Linked DNA regions of Danio rerio: region 1 is linked to region 2. The links are chromatin contacts, called in public Hi-C maps. All regions are on one chromosome and are shown on one strand. Each heading gives the region's core, a stretch centred on a gene start, on an enhancer-like site or on the middle of the called end of the contact. The rest is flanking DNA. Distances are from core to core; before and after follow the strand shown. Region 1 overlaps LOC141383310 (a long non-coding RNA gene). Region 2 has its middle 110 kb from the start of lsm6.

Evidence for each region. A called contact is a pair of places that touch in the nucleus more often than the background predicts.
Region 1: a contact with region 2 is called in a Hi-C map of an unstated tissue, with 4 times the contacts expected there. The contact joins two enhancer-like sites. A contact is called at or near these places in 3 of 18 Hi-C or Micro-C datasets (caudal fin, embryo and an unstated tissue).

Annotation. Positions count from the first base shown.
Region 1 is chr1:39,662,974-39,667,425 of GRCz12tu, forward strand. It overlaps LOC141383310 (a long non-coding RNA gene), which reads left to right. Exons shown (of 7, transcript XR_012404326.1): 3 at 1-39; 4 at 160-214; 5 at 314-389; 6 at 464-640; 7 at 979-1,860. Among named protein-coding and RNA genes, the nearest start is that of pou4f2, 93 kb to the left of the region's middle. Within about 2 kb of position 2,503, at least 4 of the 62 cell types and tissues checked have an H3K27ac peak or open chromatin away from gene starts, as enhancers often do.
Region 2 is chr1:39,456,354-39,460,669 of GRCz12tu, forward strand. No RefSeq gene overlaps it. Among named protein-coding and RNA genes, the nearest start is that of lsm6, 110 kb to the left of the region's middle. Within about 2 kb of position 1,783, at least 6 of the 62 cell types and tissues checked have an H3K27ac peak or open chromatin away from gene starts, as enhancers often do.

The DNA of each region.
Region 1 (4,452 bases), core at 1,253-3,752, 210 kb after region 2:
GAAGGCATGTCATATGAAAGCATGGCTCAGTTACAAGATGTAAGTATGTCTCATTATCTATACCATGGTTTTAATGGCTTACATACTATTTTTAATTTGTAGGTTTTTACTTGCAAACAACAATAAATGTACACCCACATGTTTAAAATTATTTTCTAGGTTTTCATCGAAAGATGAGAGATCAACTGAAGAATGCTATGGACCTGACTCTAAGGTACTCTTTCTAAACTTTCTCCACTTGATTAATATTATTAAATTCTAGCTTTGTATGGATTACTTCATATTTGTTTGTATGCCACATCTTATGTTCCAGGAATTGATTTTACAGCAGCACTTCTCATGTTGCCAGCCTTGTTAAGCGAGACACTTCAACATTTCGTTGTGCTCCGGTGCGTATGTTGTTTTCTGTTTAGTATATGCTGTGATAAATGCATTTTATAATGCTTGATATTCTTTATATTAGGATGACGCAGTGGGTAGTGCTGTCACCTTACAGCAAGAAGGTCGCTGGTTCGAGCCTCGGCTGGGTCAGTTGGCATTTGTGTGAGGAGTTTGCATGTTCTTCCAGTGTTCGTGAAGGTTTCCTCCAAGTGCTCCGGTTTCCCCACAAGTATAAAGACATGCGCTATAGCTGAATTTGGTAAGCTTATTTGTCTGTAGTGTATAAATGTGTGTGTGAATAAGTGTGTCTGGATGTTTCGTAATACTGGGTTGCAGCTAGAAGGGCATCTGCTGCATAAAACATATGCTGGATAAGTTGGTGGTTCATTCCACTGTGGCAACCCCAGATTAATAAAGGGACTAAGCCGAAAAGAAATTGAATGAATGAATGAAATTTATATTAGTCTTTTAATCTGTGATACTTTTTTTTTTTTAATCAGTGAATATTAATTATTTTACTTTCTATGCATGTTGATTTTCTCTTCATCAGTGATAGAGTGACTGATATTAATGTAATTATTGCTTTGTCATTTACAGTGAACCATCTTCACCACATTCAACAGTTCAAGTACAGGAGGAGGCCACCGACTGGACAACTGTTAACAAGACGAGTCACGGCAGTCTTCAGAGTTGATGGGATTGCGATTGGCCGGGCTAATGATGTGGATGAATATACATTTTTGACATTCATCTTATTAGAAGAACACCTTGATGTTTCTGCAGTGGAATGTTTTGAATGAACGGTGGACGGTGACAAGCCTCGACCTACTCCAGTTACCAGAGTGATCAACCTTGTTTTTTGTTTCTCTACATGCTCTTGGGATAATCACAATCATCAAGTTAATCCAGCACACTGCTATTATTCATGCATAAAGCAAATTTTTAAATAACTTGTGGTCCTAATGACTATCAAAGAACATTTTCGAGATATGAGTGCCTTACATGTCATGTTTATCAAAAGCATAAACACATATTGTGTTACAACAAATTACAACTCCACTTGAGGATGATGAGGAGTAATCTACTGGTGTTGAGGAAGAGGCAACTGATGTATGGTTTTCTGCACTGTTTAAGCAATTTATAGAGAAAGTTTGCCTTTATTCTGAAATTCAGAGAAAATTTTGATGACAAATTATTTATTATGACCGAGTATTCTGACTAAAGACAAATACTTTAGACTTTATAAAGTGCAGTACTTGATGTAGCCTGTGTAATGTGTTTATAAATCTTAAACAGTATTCTTGTGGTCTTTGTATTAAGTGTAGATTATTTAGTTTTTATTCTTATCTAAATTGTTCTTTTTACTGTTTTACATGTCTGCTTTTTACTTGCTGTGTAATTTTATTTCTTAACACATTCAGTTGTGAGTTGTAATGAAATATTTCTACATTAATAAATAAAAATGGACATCTGTGAACCAAAATATTTTATTTATTTATTTGTGCATGCAGTCACCAAAGGATCAAAATGCCTGGGTCAGTACCCTGAAAATACTATATAATATAAAAAGGTACATTTTTGTACCTTCAGTGTCTAGGGTACAAAATTGTCCCTTAAAGGGTACAAATGTAGAAGGTACAATTTTGTACCTTATAATAGAGGTACAAATTTGTACCCTTAAGGGTACCACCCCAGTGACGGGCCATTTGTACCCTAAAAGGTACAATTTTGTACCTTTTTTTCTGAGAGTGTGGTCTACTACACCAGAGACCTCGGGCTCATCACAGCTTCATTCGCATGTGATCCAAATGGCCATTACAGGTACATTTAGGGCCCCTTAAGCATTTGGGAGGTGCTCAACAGGCGTCAGGCCATCCCACTGAATCCAGCTGTTCAGAGATGAGCCTCCTCGCCCCAAAATAAGCACCCTGACATTTTGAATATGCTTTCTGTGAGGCTTAGCAGCACACCAAATATTTGCATGCCTTTTGTCTCCAAAGGCAGAGGAGATAGAGGAGAGTCAACAGCGTCCTCCTCCTGAGATAGACACGTCTAAATGGAGCTCACAGCCCCACACCCCCGACGGGCCTCTCATCGCCACGTGAAGCTCACCTCCTGGAGGGACTAGTGATTGAGAGGAGCCCTCAGCCTAGCTCTTTTATCCTGGGAACCACAGTCTGACCCCCCTTCACTACTGCTGCCACTGCACTGGGAAAGAGAGAGAGATTGGGTGCAAAGAGGTGGGAAGAGAAACACATTGAATTATTTGATATAGATTTAAGGATTTCAGATTTAGTGAATTTTTATTATTATTATTATTATTAATATTATTATTATTATTATTATTATTATTATTATTATTATTATTATTTTTTTTATTATTATTAATATTATTAATATTATTCATTCATTCATTTTTTCATTCATTTTAATTTCGGGTTAGTCCTTTCATTAATCTAGGGTCGCCACAGCGGAATGAACCGCCAACTTATCCAGCACGTTTTTACGCAGCAGATGCCCTTCTTGTTGCAACCCACTTCTGGGAAACATCCACACACACTCATTCACACACATACAATTTAGCCTACCCAATTCACCTGTACCGCATGTCTTTAGACTGTGGGGGAAACCGGAGCACCTGGAGGAAACCCACGCAAACGCTGGGAGAACATTCAAACTCCACACAGAAACGCCAACTGACCCAGGCGAGGCTCGAACCAGTGACCTTCTTGCTGTGAGGCGATTTTACATTGAATACATTAATATAAATTAAACTTTATTTAATACAAATTGTTGTTTAACTGAAATAGTTGTTGGTGACAACAACAACAACAACAACAATAATAATAATAATAATAATAATAATAATAATAATAATAATAATAACAATAATAATAATAATAATAACAACAACAATAATAATAATAATAATAATAATAATAATAATAATAATAATAATAATAATAATAATAATAATAATAATAATTAATAGTTAATTAGCAATAGATTCAATAAGTTAATTCAAACATCATGGCCAATAAGGCATTATTGTTAAATAATAATAATACATTACTATTGCTACATTTAATACTAAATATTTATACAAAAATAATATTATTTATTTCAATTAGATATTAGTAAAGTAACTAATTATAGAAATTATAATTACTTATAATAATATTCCAGTTACGGATAATACAAACTGAATCAGAATACATGTTGACCAATGGCAGCTGTCCTCTGGGACGCGGCAGAGATGCTGAGCTTCATCAGTGTGAATGGAGTCAGTGAATGTTAGCAGGACTGAGATTAGCTGATAGTGTTTGTATGGTTTACAGAGACACCTATTGGCCGTCTGTAGAAAAATATCAGCCTATGTGTGTTCAGCAGGAGAGACGGAGACTGTACTGAGTTGGCTCTGCTTAATTTATCCTCATGCCAGATCACTTTATACAAATCAACCGATTTTTGAGTGCTTCAACATATAAATGTCTTGACAGGGTTCTTTCAGATATTTCTGTAAGACTTACATAGAGCATATTTTGTATTTATGAGGTTCTAAAACATACGTTTATACTGTAGGAACTCAGATATACTGTCAGGATTTACTGGTATTGCTATACTTGATTTGGTTTCCACGACGTGAGGAATAGGATACAACACACACAAAGACCCCCCCCCCCCCACACACACACACACACACACACATATATTACACTTTTTAAGCATAATTTATATATCATTGCTCAAATATTACTGTTTAGCCAAAGCTAAATGTTTAGCCAAAGTTTGATTTGACATAATACTAAATCAAAAAGCAAAACTTTTTATTTAAAGCGTGTTTTGTTTCATTTACCCCCTCATATTCTCTTCAACATGCAACAGAATGTCTTTGGGTTTAGGATTACAACAGAAGCGGGTCCTTTCAATGAAAAGCTCTTTTTGACTGGAATAATCTTTCTTCTTTTTTAGATCATTTAAGATCAATTCTTTTTAATTTACTTAATTTACTTTTCATTTTTTTGGGAAAAACTTGTAAATAATATTAATTTTGGTTCCAATTTAAATGTT
Region 2 (4,316 bases), core at 533-3,032:
ATAGAAAAGAATAAATAACATACGAGAAACCCCCCTTGGCATTCTTTTGCATAAATTAATATATTGATTTTACTTTTGTAGGATACTTCCATATTTGAAGGGGTGTCAATGTCATGAAAATTGATGAGAGAAGAAAGACCCTACCCCTAATAGGCCTATCCGCTTGTTAAGTCGTGACGTATGAATTACTGTTTCCGGGTCCAAGCCACTACTCATTTGAATTGAGAAATAACTCGTTAATGATTACTTTTTAGTCATATCACACATGAAAGATTTTTTATATTTTATTAAATTATATATATATATATATATATATATATATATATATATATATATATATATATATATATATATATATATCAATTCAATTTCAATTTTTATAAATAGCTGAAGTCAGAATTATTAGCCTCCCTGAATTAGAATTACTAGCCCCACTGTTTATTTTCTTCCCTAATTTCTGTTTAACGTACGTAATAGTTTTTTATAATTTATTTCTAATAACTGATTTATTTTATCTTGGCCATGATTACAGTAAATAATATTTTACTAGAGATTTTTCAAGACTCTTCTATACAGCTTAAAGTGACATTTAAAGGCTTAGCTAGGTTATCTTAGCAGGGTATAATTAGGCAAGTTATTGTATAATGATGGTTTGTATGTATATATATATATAAATATATATATATATATATATATATATATATATATATATATATATATATATATATATGTATATATATATATATATATATATATATATATATATATATATATATATATATATATATATATATATATATATATATATATATATATATATATATATATATTAAACATCATTTAGAAAATATATTAAAAAAAAAAAATTCCAAACAGGGCCTAATAATTCTGACTATATATATATGAATTACTGCTGGATAAGTTGGTAAGTTGGTGGTTCCACTGTGTAATATTTAAATTTAATTAAATTATATAATATATATTTTACATTTTATTAATTTTATTAAAGTCTTTATAAAGTTATTTTATATAAAAATATGATGTACACATCCGTCTCTGGACTTTCTGCCACACAGACACCAATATTTTAACATAAAAAAATCATAAATTTCTGGCCATCGGATATTAGGCAGTGATTTATATATATATATAAATATACACATAATTATTACATCGCTTTGTAAACGTTTATTATTACCATTTGTTGAGTCTTCTCATATATCACACTTTTCATAACATCACACTTAACAAGAGGATAAGTGTAGAATGTCATTGAGGAGAGTAAATAATATTTTTGACCTTTTGAAAACCTTTTGGTGGAATAAACTCATTAAAGGCCATGACATATCTTAAAATATCCTCATTTTTGATTTGAGTGTGTAGATATACGAGGATGAAAAGCTGATTACTCCTTATGTCCAATTATTCCAATTACACATGATATTTGTAAGATAACTTTGTTGTTATTTCCAATTACCCTATTAAAAAGCGCTTTAATGAGGTAAGCTTGAATGGATTTATCGCATGCACATTTGAAACAAAATCCCTCAAACCAACCACTTTTAAAAGCTTACTATTTGTAGATGCTTAGTGTGCTTTAACCCTTAGAAAGTGTCGTGGCTGATTTGGTGGACGGCGCAGTTGGCTAAGTCTGTGTTTTCACACTTAAGGAGTGTCTCACGTCCTCTGAACAGTGAAAGACAGAGATCAGGGGTCAAACCCATTATGGAGTTAGAGGAGGACAGTGACATCCACTCGACTAGGGATGACAAGGCCTTTGTTGCTATGGGAACAGAGGGTAAGAGGTCTGTCCTTGCTGAACTGTTTCCAGAGCCTGGGGACCTACAAACATGTAGTGGACCACATCCTCTGTCCTTTCAGAATCAAGCTGTCTTGTACTCTGATGGACGTTTTGAATGTCAGCAAAGGTTTGGAGGTTGGCTCTGTCAGCCTGAACACTGTACTAGCTTAGTCTTGCTGGAATGGATGGAGATTTCAGATGGATTCTGCATAGGGATGTTTTCGGTGTTTCCGTTTAGACATGGTGTAGAATGTGAGACTAGAATTTGTGTTATACTTAATAATTTGTGATGATAATTTGACAGCAGCTTCAGCATGTACAATTTATTTTCTTTGAGAAGAACTTGCATATTGAAGTAACTGCAAGGTGGCATAAAAACTAAACACAATAAATAAAGAGTAATACGTTTATTTTCTTCTAGTATTTACTACAAAATGATGTATAAATCACTCTGCCTATTCATTTATATATTACATTATATTGATTTCACATTTTTGAGACCCTTTTCAAGCATCACTGTCAAGCTCTCTTACTGATGTTTTGAAGTGGCATTCTAAGTCGATCTCTCTCTTTTGTGGGTTTCCTCCGGGTGCTCCGGTTTCCCCCACAATCCAAAGACATGCGGTACAGGTGAATTGGGTAGGCTAAATTGTCCATAGTGTATGAGTGTGAATGAGTGTGTGTGGATGTTTCCCAGAGATGGGTTGTGGTTGGAAGGGCATCCGCTGTGTAAAAACAGGCTGGATAAGTTTGTGGTTCATTCCGCTGTGGCGACCCCAGATTAATAAAGGGACTAAGCTGAAAAGAAAATGAATCAATGAATTATTGAATTATTGTGATCTCCAGATTGCAACAGAAATACTTGGAAATCCCTGAAGACTGATGGCAATTCATGCTGTTCAGCCTTATAATCTTAAAATGACAGCAAAATCCCTTGTAATGTCATCACTTTAGACATTACATTAGAGAATCAGTCAAATACAGGCTCTGAAGTGACATTGGTAAATTAGTAACAACTTTTGATGTTCTGATGTCGGCGGAAGAAAGTAGTTTCTCTCACAAAAGGGTTTTTAGACACTGCATGTATGATTTCCTTTTTTATATACATGATTATGCCATCGAACTGTTGTATAAATGCAATTTAACACTTGTAGCAGTGCAATATGGATGTATATCATCACTTGTGGGACACTAGTGCCCATTCACACAGGGGCGTCAGCTTCAATGTTTCTTATTCACAATGAATGGGTGATGCCAAGCCTTACTAAACTGAATTGTGGATCCGTTGAGAGGGGTCTGGATACAGATTTGGTGCAGTGCAATCTAAGCAGCATCCAATGCTTTTTAATACGCTCACCCAACCCCACCCCTAACCCTACCCACTAAGTGATGCAATCTCAGCTTGCAATCATAAAGGCTGCATCCAGATACCATTGGATCCATTGGCACCGATTTAATGGCATTGCTCACTGTAGAAGTTGGGAATTTCTCAACTTTTTATGTGCCAATGGAAGCGTCAGCCAATCAGATCGCTTCATGCAAATACCCTAGCTCAAACAATAGCTGACTGTGGACTATTTTTTTTGGCTGACGCTGTTTTGACAATCATGTCAGCCCCAACTTCAGACATGTCGTCCGTCAAGCGTTTATGCTGAAGCCCTATGTGAATCGGGCAGAAGGCACTTAGCCATATTGCACTGCTAATCATGTGATATTGCTCTTATATCATGTGTAAAAACTTTACAGGTAATATGTAAGCAAGATGTATACATATTTTCTTTTTTATATTCATGGTTAGTAAAATTATTTGATAATATTAAACATTTAGTAATATTTTAAATATTTTTTCTACTGAAAGTGGACAATAAAGATTTCGATTTTTTTGAGGCGTTTTTATGTGTCCAAAAATCCGCTTTTGTATGAAGCTTTGAGGGTTAGCTTTGTCGACCTGAACACTCTATTACCTTGGTCTTGCTGGAGTAGATGGGAATTTTGGAGAAACTCTATAAGAATGCACCAAGCATATATACATATATAGGAATTTGAGTTCTTGTTTAAACTCATATGTTTACATTTACTTTTATCACTTTAAAGGCAATAAAAGTAGCCTATGCATTACCATAAAAGTGAAATTACTGAATCAACACAAACACAACCATTTTAAGAGAAAAATTTCAGACGGCACTTCAAGACTTTTGCATCTGAACTCCTCATAAAAATTACCTGCTGAAGTCCGGAGACAGGCAGATCTCTCTTTTCGTGTTTCCATTTAGACATGGTGTAGGATCTGAGACATGGATTGAATCTGTATTACATGTGTAGTGGGCTGAAGTGTTAGTCAGGGCTCAGGCCATCAATTATGAATAGAGATATACAACCGAGGCTGCATGTCACTGGATTTCTCCAAGAGGAAAACAGAAACACAAGTTTGCCATTCGCATACATGCTTAGGAACACAACTGACTAGGCTCTGCTTTTGAGCTAAATGCTTTCTTGGTGCCATTGGCAGACTATT